Regions from separate parts of the Neogale vison genome. Here region 2 is linked to region 1. Evidence: chromatin contacts called from public Hi-C data. All regions are on one chromosome and are shown on one strand. The core of a region is the stretch at or near the end of the contact, and the rest is flanking DNA. Distances in the headings are between cores, read along the strand shown.

Region 1 (7,519 bases), core at 2,545-5,044:
AGAGGGTTGGGGTGTGGGGTGGGGGGAGGAAAAAAAGACAAAATTACTAAACAGCCCGTGTCTTCTAAGATGGCTTGAAATTCCAGCCCTTTCTTCTCACAGGGGAATGTGAATCTAAAACACTCTTCTTGTACTATTATTAAAGGAAGCAGATCTCCCAGAAGAAAGCACCTTTCTGGGCCTCCCAGACCAAACCAGAAGCAGCTGAAATCTGGCAGCGGTTCAAAGGTGAAGTCATTCATGCCCCCTCTCTCGACATTCTCCGCAATTCCTCCCCCGTCCTTGCACATGTCTGACACTAGATGGCAGCACAGCCCCAGAAAGGGAGGCCTCTCACAAAGAGCTCAGTTCTACCAGCCTGTCGGAGCCCTGTGGACTTTGTGCAGGCCTCGCCAGTGAAGAGGGGGAGGGGCGGTCAGAGGGGGCCCCCTTTTGCGAACAGTGCAGAGAAAGGTGTGCAGACCACGGAAGGTGGGCCTGGGAGCCACCCTACCGTTCCACACTGCTGCAACATGGATGCCTAAAGTGTGAAGCCACAGGGAAAAAGACGGGTGGGAGAGGGGGGCTTTGCTGGTAGAAAACCAGAGTCAAGAGAAGACCCCTGTCATGGGACAGAGGTCACCACCCCACTGGAGCTAGTAACCCAGGCCTCAGATTCCTCCAATAAAACACCAAATTTGGACTTGGGTCAAAAGTCAATTTGATGATATTTAGTGAACATCTACTATGTACAGGTATCTTTCGGGATCTTGAGACTTCATAGGACTTTTGAACTCTGGATTCTTAGGAGACACATCACAAAACACTATCATGTGAAGACATTCCTACCATGTGAGAAGTTGAACTATTTCTCAGAATTCTGTGGTTGAAAATTTGAATTTAATTAAAATGTTATCGCTGTGTCCCAAGTCTCCCCTACACACACCACACACACATGCACGCACACAAGGGCACACAACTGCAAATGAATTTCACCAACACAAATGTCTCGGGGGATCTTATTCATGGATGTAACCTTAGTGCTTAGCACAGTGCCTGGAACACAGTAGGAACAAAAAAGAAATCATATTAAATGCATTGTCTCCTAAAATGTAAAAATTCCAGCAGTGTGGTAATCTGGGATCCAAAGGATTTGTTTGGGGAGCAGTGGGTAGAAGCTTATCAGGCCTGGAGAGAGCAAAGATGGAAGGACGAAGAGAAAGGGGGGAAGAAAGGAGAGGGTCATTACCAGCAGCTCCTGAGGCTTGATGGAGTTGTCAGTATAAATGCACAACTTCTCTGCCGTCAGAGGGATAGTCTCTTTGAGCTTGGAGGCCAGGAACATGCACACAGCCCCCAGGAGCTGCAGATGGGTCTTAGGAGTTGGGACCCCAGCCAAGAAGCGGTCCAGGTAATTCATGGCCAAAGGGAAGACCTCCTCTTCACACTTCTGTTCCTCGCAGACCTACAATGGGAGCCGGGAAAGGGTTGAGGGGGGGTGAAGGGAATAGTACCAGGAAAAGACAAAAAAAAAAAAAAAAAGAAAAGAAAGAAAAAGAAAAAGAAAGAAAAGAAAAGGCATAACCTATGGAAAGAAGCAAAAATATTTAATTTTTGAGTGGGGAGGGGGAGGGGAGTAGAATATGTGATAAGAATAAAGACGAGGAAAACGGAGAAAATCTAGAGAGTCCATCCGCCCTGGGGTGTTCCCCAGGAACATAAAAAAGGAGGTGAATGGAAGATCCGAACCCGGGAGGCAAACAAATGCGCAGTAGCCGCCCGGCTCGGCGACGCTCCCTTTGGCTACTGACTTCTTTGCTCACTCTAACTCACTCACACTCTCTTTTTTGGATTTCGTCATCTTTTCAAAAAATCAATAAAAATATTCTGAAAGCTCCGGGGGTCTTCTTCTTGGTCTCATTCGGACCCCCAGACCCTGCTCTATCATTCCCGACAATTGGAAAAAATGTCCGGGGGGGTCCCTGCGACCCAGACGCCGCTATTGGGGGGGTGGGTGGGGAGAGGTGGGGAAGAGAGGGGGAGGGAGGAGAGGAGGAAGCGCCGCAGCCTCGGCGGCTGGACTCGGAGCATGGGGAGACGGTTTCAAAAAATAATTAAAAATCGAGGAAATATCCTAGAAAAGCCGTTTTGGCGTGAAAACCCCAAAGAGGATCCAGGCTTCCCGAAACGGAGGTTTCGGGTGCCGGAAAGGTCTGTATCTTGACCCCTAGGGCTTTGGATCCCGAGGGGAAACTTGGAGGGGTGAGCGCCGCGGCGGGAGTGTCCGGCTGCGGCCCACAAGGGCAGAAACTGGGGACCGTGGTGCCGAGCTGGGGGAAAGCCGAGGAACGGGGAGCAGCCGGAGAGAGGCACGGGGGACTCTGACCTCTCCTTTAGGGGTTCCCCGACATCCCCCCCTACACACACCTCCTCCCCCCCTTCCTACCCCACCCAAATCTCCGCACCGAGGAACCTGGAAAGCTAAACTGTAAGTAACCTTCGTGAGGTGGGGGTTGGGGGAGAGGGCACTATTACAAGTGGGGTGGCCGGGATAACGGGGTGCGGGGGGGGCGGGCGACGTTTTCCAGCCTTTCCAACCGGAGTTTGCAAAGCAACATGGCGAAACCACGACAGGTCCAGAGCTGTGCATACGTGGGCACACGGCTTGCTCGGCAAAGATTTGGAGCAAGGGTAAATAAGTGGTTCTTTTGGGTTCCCCTAAAACACACGTTTCTTCATTGCGACTTCCGGGGCTCCTGAATTCTCCGTTTCTCTCCTCCTCCCTCCTCCCCCTCCCTCCCCCCCCCTTAAGTGCCAACGCGGAGTCGCGACCACATGCGGGGACCTGAAGCTAGGGCGAATTTGCTCTGGCCTTTGGGGGGCTGCTTTTTTTTACGTTGGGGCCCCCGATTTCACACTCTTGCTCCCTTCTTCACTGCACCGTAAGCAGCCGCGGCTTCGCCAAAGACAGGTCGGGATGGGGGTGGGAAGAAGAGGCAGCCACATGCAGGCACACGCGCGCGGGATGCTCCCCCACCCCCGCCCCAGGACAGCCTCATTTCTCCCAGATTTTCCTCCCCCCTCCCTTTTCCCCCTTCCCTCCCCCAGTCAGTCTTGCATCCTGCAGGGAACAGAAACGTAGCCACGCGTCTCGCCAAAGGGCGCGGGGTAAACTCGCGCACGGGAGCGGAGAGGCGAGCGCGGAGCCTGCCCTCTCCCAGTTTTAGGGTCCCCTGCGGGGTGGGGGGGGTGGCCGAGTATTCGGATGGGGACAGACAGAGTCTGTCTGCAGACTTACCTCCAGCATCCAGGTGGCCACCATCCTGCGCATATAGGGCTGGATATCCTTCTGCACGCATTTGAAGTAGGAGCACTGGGGAAGGTAGCGCTCCTCGATGGTGAGCAAGTTCTGCAAAACGCGGTCGTCGTATAGCAGGTTGGCGTCTGGCACGGCCCTGCGGACCGGGTCTACCTCGCAGCACAGCAGCTCCATGGCCAGCCGGGCGCCCGCTCGCTCCCCTGCTTTCTCCGGACTGGAAAAGTTGGGGGGTTTTGGGAGGGGGGAGGGGAGAGGGTTCCCCTTACCTCCTTCCTTTGGCTAAATAGGGACTTTTCGAGAGAAAAGTTATGGGGCAGAGAGAGAGAGAGGCTGGGGGAGAAGAGAGGAAAGGGATGGGCGGTGGGAGAGGAGAGCCTCGGGGGCTGCTAACTCTGCCTGCCCTCCCCTTCAAACTTGTCTCGCTCTCCCCTGCTCGCTCTTCTCTGCTCTGCGAGGCAGTGACGCAAACTGGCTGGGCAGTTAGTTCTCCTCCCTCTCGCTTCGCTCCCCTCTCCGGTTCCTCCTCCCCTTCCCTCCCCCCCGTCCCTCCCCTCCTCCTTTCAATCTCTCCCTCCCTCCCTCCTTTCCCCTCTTGTTATTAAGGAGAACAGCAGCTGGCCCGACCTAACTTCAAACGCGGTCCCCCGCCCCCCCACCCCTCTCCTTAGCTCTCCGAGGCCCTCTCCCTCTATCCAGCCCTGCATGCCAGGGGCCCCGATAGGGGAACCCACAAAAAAACACACCGATTTCTATTTATTCCCTCTAATTTCGCACATTCTGTGAGTGTATCGTGCCAAAATACGACCTTCCAACTTTGGTTTCTCAAAATTGATCTTTCTACTCCTGCCCATGTATGTAGGATCCGAGAATGAGGGGTAGGTCGCTTGAAGATGGGGTAGGCTCAGGCAATTTAGAAACAGACCCCTTAAGTGAAGACTAAGGAAAGCGATTTTAGAAAATAGCAACCTTGGCTATCCAGAGATAAAGGCTCTGTCCGGACGTTTGAGTTCCTGATCACTTCAAGGCTGTTTCAAAAGCTCGATTAAAGGGACCAGAACAGTGTCCCCCCCCCCCACCCCCGCTTGTGTGTGTGGAGAGGAAGAAGAGGAAGGGGTGGGTGTTAGGAGGGAGGGGGCGGCTTCTCCGACGTGATAGAATGTGACCCTAGAGCAGAAACCCTCCCCTTCTTGGGGGCGCTACAGGCGCCACGGGGAGCAGCGGAGAGGCGCCCTGGGTTGCCGCAGGCCGGGGGGTGGGGAGCAGGGCTACCATCGGTTCCTCCGCGGCCCGCGGCCACGCAGGAAAAACCCGCTTCCTCGCCCCTGCATCTGCTGACAAGCCGCCCGAGGTGTCTGCGCCGAGCGTGGCCACACTGATACAGCTTTCTAGGAAATAGCCCGGGAGGGGGAGGGGATGGGAGGGGGGGCGAGGGAGGGATTAGGTTTGGCTCCCCCTCTCTCCCCCTGCGCAAACAACACCACCCCTTCCTTTCCCCGGAGGCCCAAGACTTCCACCCTGGGTCCTTCGCTGGCATCCTCGCCGACCCCTTGGGTTCACGCCTCACCCGCCAGCCGGGGCTTTCTCCCGGGGAGCGGGATTACGATGGAGATGCTGCCCGCGCAGTCGGCTCTGACATGTGCTCAAATGCATCCCGGGGTCAAGGCTGCTTTTACAGGGGATATGGTGGCGTTTCCTTACCTCCTTCCTCCCTCCACCCCGCCCCCCAACTTTCAGTGTAATTTCACTTTGGGGGGAAGGGGACAGACCCCAGAGACCCCAGCAAGTTGGCCCAGCTGGCACGTGCAGGGAGCATGGCGTGGGTCAGGGCTCGGGACACACCGTGATCGACCGAGCACCTCCTTCACCGAGAAAGGGGGCCCGAACCGGGGCGTGGAGAGCGGGGTGGGGGTGCGCTGGGTGAGTTGTACACTCGGTTCCCTGAAAGGGGGGGGGGGAGAGTGGAATAGAGAAGGCGGGGAGTGAATAAACCAGAGGTGCTAGCGATTAACTCAGGCCCTGAGGCCAGCCCCTTTAAACGAGGGTGGGGCGGAAGGGGTGGGGGGAGTGAAGGGGGGGGAATATCGCTTTAAAAGGGTGAGTAAGAGTTTGGGGCGCCGTCTCCCCTCCCTCTATTTGCATAGCCAATAGCTCTGGGGCTCCTGCTACTGCGCGCTGATTGTTACCGGGCAGATTACTTTTTTCTTTTTTTTTTTTTCTTTTTTTTTCTTTCTTTTTTTTTTTTTTTTTTTTTTAGTAGGACGCGTTCCCCGCTACATCAAAAGGAAGCCAAGGGAGGGCGGAGGGAGAGCGGGGACTGGGGCGGGCGCGGGCTGGGGAGAGGCCGGGGCGCCTGCGACCTTATCAATAGCCCAGGGAATTAGTATCCAATCTACCGTAGGTAAAGAAAGGGGAGGGAAGGGGGAGGGCGAGGAAAATGTCTAATTGCTGTGGAAGCCATTAGCTTTCGGGAAGCAAAAAGCTGAGAAACCCAGCTTGCAACTCAAAATGAAACAGTCCTACGTAGTGGGTGACACTCAGGCTGAGTACAGTGTTCCTCGGAATAGAGTCGGTTCCTAACAATTACCTATTGATTTTAGTCAACTTGGACTTCCCGACTCAAGCTTGAGTCACTCCAGATAAATATATTAACTTAGATTTTAAGAACCGACCCCATGAAGGAATTACTCAGACTTCACCCCAGCCACCTATCAGCGGTTCAAAGAAAGCTGCTGGGCGGGGGGGAAGGGGGGCAAGGGGTGAGAGAGGTATTTTTAAAGTATAAATCTAGCCTGACAGGCAAGGACAGAAGTCGGCGAAGGCTTCCAGCCTCCTGACATCACTTGATAACTAACCCAGCACGGTCTTCTCTCCACCTCCCAGCAGGGAAAGCATCCCCAGTCCTGGGCTCCTGAAGTGGGGAGAAGGGGGGAGGGGAAGAGGCGGGTGGTCGTCCTCCCGGCCTGGCCCACCCTGGGGAGAGAGCCTGGGTGGCGACGTCTCAAATCTCAGAAGACCGCCGAGGGCCCTCTCGCCCCTTCCCTCCCCTGTACCCCCACCCCTACTCCTGTCTGGCTTCCCTGAGAAATTCCGGCGGGGCGCGGGACTGGGGGAGCGGTAGTCGCGAAGAGGAGGGGTACAGAGGGGCGCGGGCGGATGCCCCCTCTCCCCGTGGCCTCTTCATTCACCTAGACCCACGAGTACGGACGCTTCCCGCGTGGCAGGCTCGCCTCTTCAAGTTCCCCCATTCACTTCCCCTTCCTATTACGGACTGTTCCCGAACATTAACCTCGCATCGAATCAGTCCCCCAGTAGGGTTTCAGTCTCCAGCGCACGGGGTGGGGCGTGAGAGGGTGCGGAGGTTGGCAGGAATGTCTCCGGGAGGCTTGAGCTGGAAACTGAGTTTTCCCTTTGGGTCGCCACTCCGACCATGTGTTAAGATCTTAATTTTGCTTGTTAAAAAGCACTGCGCCTAGCACGCGGGAACAGGCACGTTGCCTTCTGGGCAAACGTGCGCTTTTTCTTTGCGTATATACTCAGGTTTAGAGAAAAACCCAATCTCCTGTGCTCTGACTTTTAAGTCAAAACTGGTCACTGTGGGGGGAAAAAAAAATTATGTTGGTTTTTCCTTATCCCCTTTTCACCCTCAGGGAAAAAAAAAATCCTGTCCTTTATAGAATCAGTGATAAACTTTAGTGAACATAAGTTTTATTGGACTTTTATTCCTTTCTGTGCTGGCTCCCCACCCCCTACTCCCCGCGTTTTGGAGTTTCGGTTGGAAAGTGTACAAAACCCTGTAGGTGTAGGGTGCAGCCGGGTGTTGGGTGTCTATCGGCACATTTCTGCAGGAACCTGCAAACGCTAAGCACACATGCTCCCAAGCTCACCTGGCAGCTGCCGGCGGGCCAGGTGATCACGTTGTCGGCTCAAAGCTATAGAGGCGCGCGAGTTCGAGCCCCGCGGTGTCCGTGCAGGGGCACTCCGGCCGGGTGGGGGGAGGGGAGTGAGTTCAACCTGGGGAATGGGGACCATCGCCCTCCCCCTAAGTCCTCCAAAGAATTGCACTGTGTCTGTGGTTCTCCACTGAGGGATGATCTGACAAACCCAAAAACCCGACGGTTAGTTAAAAGTAAGTGGTAAATGTCCTAGTCTCAGCTCCTGGCTCCCGGGACACCAAAAAGAACTAGAGAAAGTACAGAAAGAGAAATGGGGGGGGGGCGGTGT
Region 2 (7,519 bases), core at 3,117-5,616, 380 kb after region 1:
CCCTATTTCTGGCCCTAAATGGGGCTTTTAATAATAAAAACAGCTAGAGAAAATGACATTAAAACGACAAGCGATGCCATATCTTGCCTCTCACCACTTGCCCGGTTTTCCGTCCTCTTCCTATTGTCTGTAGGTAAGATTGATCTGGTTTGCACAAATTCGCTTGGCCGCTCAGCTACTGGTTTTCCGATTATTTTCGTGCTTTCCAGTGATAGGTCTCCACTGCTCCTTTTCTACGCCTCCCTCCTTTCCCCTCAGGCATTTCCTCCCTCCTCTCCTGGCATTCAAAGAGCTAATAAACTCAACCAGGTGGAAGGGGGACCTCAATCGCTCAGAATCCTTGGGCTGGGGTTAGCCTGGCTCTAGACAGCTCCACCCAGAACACACAGAGAAAACACAAGAGATAAAGTAAATTGTCTTCCGTTTGTTTGGTCTTCCTGAGAAAACCGGTGACCGTGGTCAGTGTTCATAGTTTTTACTGCCGTGGCTCTGTGCCCAGAGTTGTGATGCAGAAGGGAGCATTCCCGGTGCTGGACTTGGTGTGACAGGGAAAATTTCAGACAGAGAGTCATCTGTTGAAAGACTATGAGAGGCTGAGCCCCCTGTGAGTGATTGAGCCCACCCTTGAGAGAGGTATGGGAGCGTACAGTCCAGTTGTTTTCTGTGAGGATATTTTATAAAGTCCCAGATCCTTTGGGTTTCCCAGCAAAATAAGAAGTGGATTATCAGTACAATTCCAAATACCCAGAGGGTCCCAGGAGGCAATTTAAGGATGAGAGATACTGGCTTGGCCACTGAGGCAACCTGAGAGGCCATTCCTAGTGGGAAGGGGTCAACAAGACTTTGGCCAGTTGTTGGCATAGGTGAAAATGCCGTGACTAAGGGGAGCTGAAGAGCCACAGTATTTCACGTGAAATTTCCCAGTTTTGAAGATGGCAGCCACTTACCGAAACAATTTCAGTACTCTTGTGTGTGCTTGAGATATGAGTTTACGACCCCAGGACTAAATGATCATCAAGGTTCCTTCCCACTCTTGCTCTCTCTGTGGTCATAACTCAGGCATGATAAGGAAAAAATTAATACTAAAATTTGCACAGCTATTTTCAGTTTACTAAATATGTTCCCTTCATATTACCTTGAGATATAGCAGTTTATATTTTAAGAGCTGATGCATATTCAAACCCGTTGTGTTTTCTCCATTCCATTCTCTGACCACCAGCCCAGGCAATCCCAAGACTTCAAGAAAATGATGGATAGTCCCAACGCCCTGAAAATTTGAGGACTTGGTCCTAATCTTTCCGGTTAAACTTGCTTTGTAAAAATCCCCACCTTTGAAGAAGAACTAAATAATTTAACCTACTGCTATTCACTTAACAAAACTTGTTAAATGCATGAAACAAAAAAAACCCCAGTAAACATGGACAAATTTTATTTAATCCTAAATAAAAGATTAACGAATTGAATCTGGCAGTGTATTCAAAGAATAATGAATATATGATAAAGCTGAGTTTATTTCAAGAATGTAAGGATGGATTGGACATTAGGAAATCTACTATAGTTCATTATATTAATAAATCAGAGTAAAAAGTGAATATGGTAATAGAACTTAAGAGACAGTTAATAAAATTTAACCTCCTTTCCTAATTAAAATTGCATGGTAAATTAGTAACAGAAAAGATGACAGTGTATTTTTTTAAGATTTTATTTTTAAGTAATCTATACCCGATGTGGCGCTCAAACACACAACCCTGAGATCAAGAGTCACATGCTCCACCAACTGAGCCAGCCAGGCACCCCAAAATAACAGCGTATTTAAAGGATATCAAGAATCAAGTAGGGGCCAATGCTTGCCTTATACATTATAGACTGAATGCCCATTATCTTGTCCTATATTTTTCAAAAGTTTTCTGAGGTTTTGGCCAATCCAACAGGAAAAGAGAAAACTGCATTATAGGTGAGATGATTGTTGACATAGAAATTCAGAGAGATCAGCTGGCAAATCATTGGAACTAATAAGACATTTTCAGTGTGTTAAGATACAAGATAAATAAATGATAAATAAGAACAAAGTTTTCCTAATTTACAGTAATGAAAAATATCTCATTTGCAATAATAGCAAAAAACCATAAAATCTCTAAGAACAAACTTCACAAAAATTGTGCAAATCTTTGTAAAGAGATTTTTATGTCTTTGAAATAAAAAATACCTAAATACATGAACAGATGTATTCCTGAATGAGCAGACTCATGAATTTGAAAATTTGGAAGAAGAGATTTAGGAGAGAACTTGCTTTATGAAACAGCAAATATATTATGAAGCTACAATGATATAAATGTGACATAGCACAAACCATGAGAGACTATAGACTCCGGGGAAGCAAACTAAGGGTTTCAGAGGGGAGGGGTGTAGGGGACTGGGTAGCCGGGATATGGGTATTAAGGAGGGCACATGTGGTGATGTGCACTGGGTGTGACATACAACTAATGAATCGTTGAACACTACATAAAAAACTAATAATGTTCTATATGATGGCTAACTGAACATAATAAAAAAAATTTTGAAAATAACTGTGACATAGCACAGAAATAAGCAGATAGCTGGTAGAAGAGACCAGAGTGTTCAGAAACAGATATGCACACAATCAATCAGTAAAGTGGGGGGAAAAAAATGAAGAAACCTCTCAATCCATTTACAAGAAAAAATCTGAGATTTCAAATTTACACATTCTTCTTGAGTATATAGTTTGGCAAAATATATTAAAATTTGAGATTTCTATAATCTCCTATTAAGTGATCCTATTTATTTATTTGTTTATTTATTAAGACAGAGAGGGAATGCGAGTATGTGCATGAGCAAGAGGGGGACGTAGGGGGACAAGCCCCAAGTAGGGCTTGATCTCAGGATGCTGAGACGATGACCTGCACTGAAACCAAGAGCCAGAAGTTTACCCAACTGAGCCACCCAGGCGCTTCCAATTCTTAATTGGAATTAGAAGAACTAATTCCAGTGAGGTAAATGGACAAATGCACAGAAACGTCTATACAATAAAGTTTTTTGCTGCACTTTCTAGAGTAGTAAAAAGTTGAAAACCACTTAAATGTCTGCCACAATGGATTATTTCAAGTGTGTGTGCAAGATATACATACAAACCTTGGGCTGTGATGAGTGTACTTCAAAATGATGAAATAGATTCACATATATTGGAGTGAAGGCTATCCACATGATAGTAAGTGAAAGAATCACGTTTTTTTTTTTTATTTTAATTTTAAAAAATATTTTATTTATTTATTTGACAGAGAGAGCGAGAGAGCACAGCAGGGGGAGCAGTAGGAGAGGGAGAAGCAGGCTCCTCCACCAAGCCGGCAGAGAGAGCCTACACAGGGCTCAATCCCACCACCCTGGGATCATGACCCCAGCAAAAGGCTGACACTTAACCATCTGAGCCACCCAGGTGCCCCAAGAATCGTATTTTAAATCTGTAGGTTTTCTTTAACTTTTTTTTTTTTTTTTTTTTTTAATGTGTGGAGCTGTGGAAAAGCCCAGTAGGATATATGACAAAGTGTTTCTTTTTCCTTTTCCCTGGGTAGATTTTTTTTTCTTTTTTTCCCCCCTAGAAGAGTCTCCTCATTTCTTAGAGCTCTTTATCCAGGTATGTTCAACAGTGCACCCTTGAGGTCTTGCTTAGACTCTGCAGGGGGGCGGCGGGAAAGCAGACACCCTAGCCTAGATAACCATGCTCTCACTGAACCCTGTACTTACCTTTGTACCTACAAACCATACTGTACTTCTTTATTTATCAAATTACCGAGTTTTAGTTTTTTGTTTTCCCCCTGGACTCTAAGCTCCGTGAGGGCCCGGACTGCGTAAGGGTCTAGCGTTCCAGAGCCTACTACGGTGTCCGGGAAATAACTGTCGCTTATTGCGCCCCTACTGCATGCCAAATACTGTGGCTGGTATTTTAAATGATCTCACCACACCGTTAGGTGGATGCCATTATTCCCTCCTTTCTGAAGATGAGGAAATTGAAAAATAGTCAAGTTTGTCCCAAAAGCCATTGGCCCCGCTGGAATTAATTCCCTGGCCCGACTCTTGGCCGCTACACTCACTATACAGTGATTAATAAACACCGGACGAAACTCAACCAGCCGCGGCTTGAGGATCAGTTGCCAGGGACGTTGCGGTGGGGACAGAGCACCGGAGGGGTAGAGCGGAGAAGAAGCCCTTTAAACTCCCTTACCATCAAGATACCCACAAGCCCCGCCCATTAGGACCCGCCCCCTCCCCCCAGCCCGGAAGGGAGTGGCTGGGGCGGAACGAGCTTCCGGGGGGCGGGGCGGGGCCAGCGCTGGTTGGCTAGCTTCGGGCGGAAGTCGGGAGGGTCGGTGGTCCGAAGACGCTGGCTTGTGACAGGGCGGGGTAGAAGGAAGGCCTACATAAAGGTTGCCTCTCCATCCCTTCGCTCCCGGGGACCCTCGGAAAAAACCCAACACCCTGACCCCGCGGCTAGCCCCTTCCCCCAGGCTCTCTCCGCTCGATTTCGCCACCGTTATGTGGGAAGCGAATCCGGTGAGTAGCCGGGCGGGACGGGGCGGACCCAATGGGCGGGGTTGAGGAGAGAGGGGCGGGAGGGGGTTCCCGGGAACTGCTCCCCCTCACCCGCTTCGGGCTGGGTGTTGAGTTCCGGGGCCCCGAAGATCCTGGCCCTTGCGGCTTCTGTCGTCTCTGGCTTTTGAGCGGCGGAGATGGCTCGGGGGGTTGTCCAACGCCTTCTCGCTCTGTGTTACAGTTACTGACTTGACGTGCTGTGGTTTCTCCGCCTCGGCCTCCCGCCCGCGTTCACCGTCTTTTTAAAACTCTGTGTTTTGCTTCCTCATCGGAGTTCCGGGGCTGGAGACCGGTTCCTCTGCCGGTGCCCCAGGGGTACCTGCCCAGTCCCAGCCACCTAAAGCGAGGGGTTCGCCCGCCGTGTCTCGAGGGGGCCTAAGAGGAGCCATCCCTGCTGCTTTTCCCTTCACGGGGGGCGGCCGTTTCAAACTTGGGGGTGGGGGGAACCGAGTGTAGGTTCTAAGCCTGTAGAGGGTGAAGTTCTTAGATTTTTTTTTCTCCCCAGTGGACGGCCCGGAGGACCTGGAACTTTCCAACTGCAAGTCTTGTCTCCCTGCTCCTCGTTTGACCCCCGGGTTGGCGGGGCGTCTGCCTGTATTCTCGTCCGCTTTGTTTTTTCTGCGTTCCTTCGGGTGCCGCTCTCGCCAGCGTGGAATCCGTTTGCCCAGAGCATTCCATTCATCTCTTGTTAGGGTTGACATCGCCTAGTAACATGGCCGGGGTGCAGCTCGGGAGCGGCCTGGGGAGGCGGCCGAGTCCCGGTTCGGCCAAACGGTCGGGCCGAGTGTGGGAAGCTGCCGTGTGCCGAGATCACTGCTCAGATGCGCTTGCCTCCCGGTTTTCGTGCTCGCAGTACGCTTTGGCTCTAATCGATACTTGTTTGTTTGTTTCCCATTTCTGGACTCTGTTTCCAGATGAGTTGGAGTGTTGATCAGTTCATTCTGTTACATGTTTTTGAGTTTCTACCCAGCGGGAACTGGTCTCTGGGTCCGCGCTCGTTGCTTGCACACTGTGGTCGCATCCTGGTCCTTCCTGTAACTGTCCTCCTCTAAGATCTTTTTTCTTTTTGGTTCATCCATGGAACCCTGCCATAGTATCAGGCCGCCTCGCAGGAAAGTCATCGCTGGTCCTTTTTTTTTAAATTTTTTTAATTTTAGCAGAAGTAGTGTGGAATTAATGGAAATGGGCTCTCTGCTTTGGTATTTCCTTTGGCTGTCTGTCACCAACAGGCTTCATTTTCTGTCCTTGTACATGTCCGTGTGTGTGCGAGCGCGCGCGCATCTGGCCCGCCTGTCTTGAGTTTTTATGAACACTCCCTTGCGTCTCGGTTTCTCCAGAACAAATTTTTTCCTCGCCTAAGTAGGTCTTGCTCGAAGTCGCATGTTTCAGATTCTTCACTATATTGTAAGCTCCCTGTGGGCAGAGATTTTTGTCCATTTTGTTTATTTTGATACCTTATTTTGGCACTTTGTAGGCACTCAGTAAATATTCGTTGAGTTAGCAAAAGTGACTGGATTAGTGCTAGAGGGAGTCCTTTTCTCCTGCTGTTCATTATCCCTCCTCCTTCACATGGACATTAGCAGTCGCTGTTGGATCATTTGTATGTTGGTAGAATTATAAAGACATTACTGAATGTCTTATAAATTTGGTTTGTTAAATAGCATTATATCATTTCTCTGTGAGGAATGCTGTTTCTTCTGACATCACCCTAATGATTTTGCTGGATTTCACTAGAGCACACTGACCTTTGTTAATAGACGAACCTTCCACATAGAATCCCACATTCTTCTTTCGACCCTATTGTGCCACCCTACTATGTCTTTTTTTTTTTTTTTAAAGATTTTATTTATTTATTTGACAGATAAAGATCACAAGTAGGCAGAGAGACAGGCAGAGAGAGAGAGGGGGAAGCAGGCTCCCGGCAGAGCAGAGAGCCCGATTCCGGGCTTGATCCCAGGACCCTGGGTTCATGACCTGAGCAGAAGGCAGAGGCTTTAACCCACTGAGCCACCCAGGCGCCCCCACCCTGCTATGTCTTAATGTGACTGTGTTTTCTTACTGATACTGGTTTCCTTCCTATGAGCATATTAATTCCGTCAAAAAGGGCAGTTTAGTTTTTAAAAATACAGTCAACATTCTGTGTGTGTTTCTAGTAATCTGTTAGTTTATATTAATAGAAGCGGCATCTGGACAGTTTGTCCAGCTGTGCTCATGGAATGAGAATTAATTTTAATGTTACTGTAAGCCAAACATACTGGGAATGAAAAACAAAACAAAACTACAACATATCCTAAAGATAAATGCAGATGACTTTTGCATTACCCATCAACTGAAATTACTATTTGCCATTTCTTACCATTGAATGAGATACTAATAAATTCTCCTTTGTGAAGCAAGACCACTGTGAGCTGAGTTAATTGAGGACTTCTGCCTATTTCTCCCTGTATATTTTGATAGCGTCTATGGCCTTAATGTACTACCCATGAGCTGCAGATAGACCTCCTCTTGCAAATATACCTTCTGTATGATACTGTATTCTTCTCACAAGTGGCTTTGAGAAAATGTTACACTGATGCTGGCCATGGTAATTCTCAGAATTACCTCTCCATGACATGGTTTGAGTGTGGAAAATGAGCACTGAGCTTCTGGAACATTTCCTTGGGGGAAAAACCTAAAACCGGATAACCAAGGAGTTATAAACTTTGTCTCAGTACAGAATTTTATTTTATCTTTCCACACAGTCATGAGGTCAGTGACATCTACTCAAGCTTTTCACTGACCAGGCAGCTTGAGGTAAATAAAGCATAATGTCCCTGCCAAGGCAGATCTGATTGACAGAAGCAGCAGGCACACTCAGTCCTGATATGAGCTCTTGGCAGTTTGCCATCCACCTGGGGGAGGTAGCCCTTGACTA

What was found. A called contact is a pair of places that touch in the nucleus more often than the background predicts.
Region 2: a Hi-C map of fibroblasts shows a contact between it and region 1, with 9 times the contacts expected there. The contact joins the promoter of PARP11 here to the promoter of CCND2 in region 1. A contact is called at or near these places in 2 of 3 Hi-C or Micro-C datasets (fibroblasts and muscle).

The regions. Positions count from the first base shown.
Region 1 is chr12:104,127,541-104,135,059 of ASM_NN_V1, forward strand. CCND2 (G1/S-specific cyclin-D2) reads right to left here and starts at 3,795. Exons shown (of 5, transcript XM_044229201.1): 1 at 3,278-3,795; 2 at 1,229-1,444. The coding sequence starts at 3,472.
Region 2 is chr12:104,507,855-104,515,373 of ASM_NN_V1, forward strand. It overlaps PARP11 (protein mono-ADP-ribosyltransferase PARP11), which reads left to right and starts at 4,367. Exons shown (of 9, transcript XM_044229273.1): 1 at 4,367-4,566.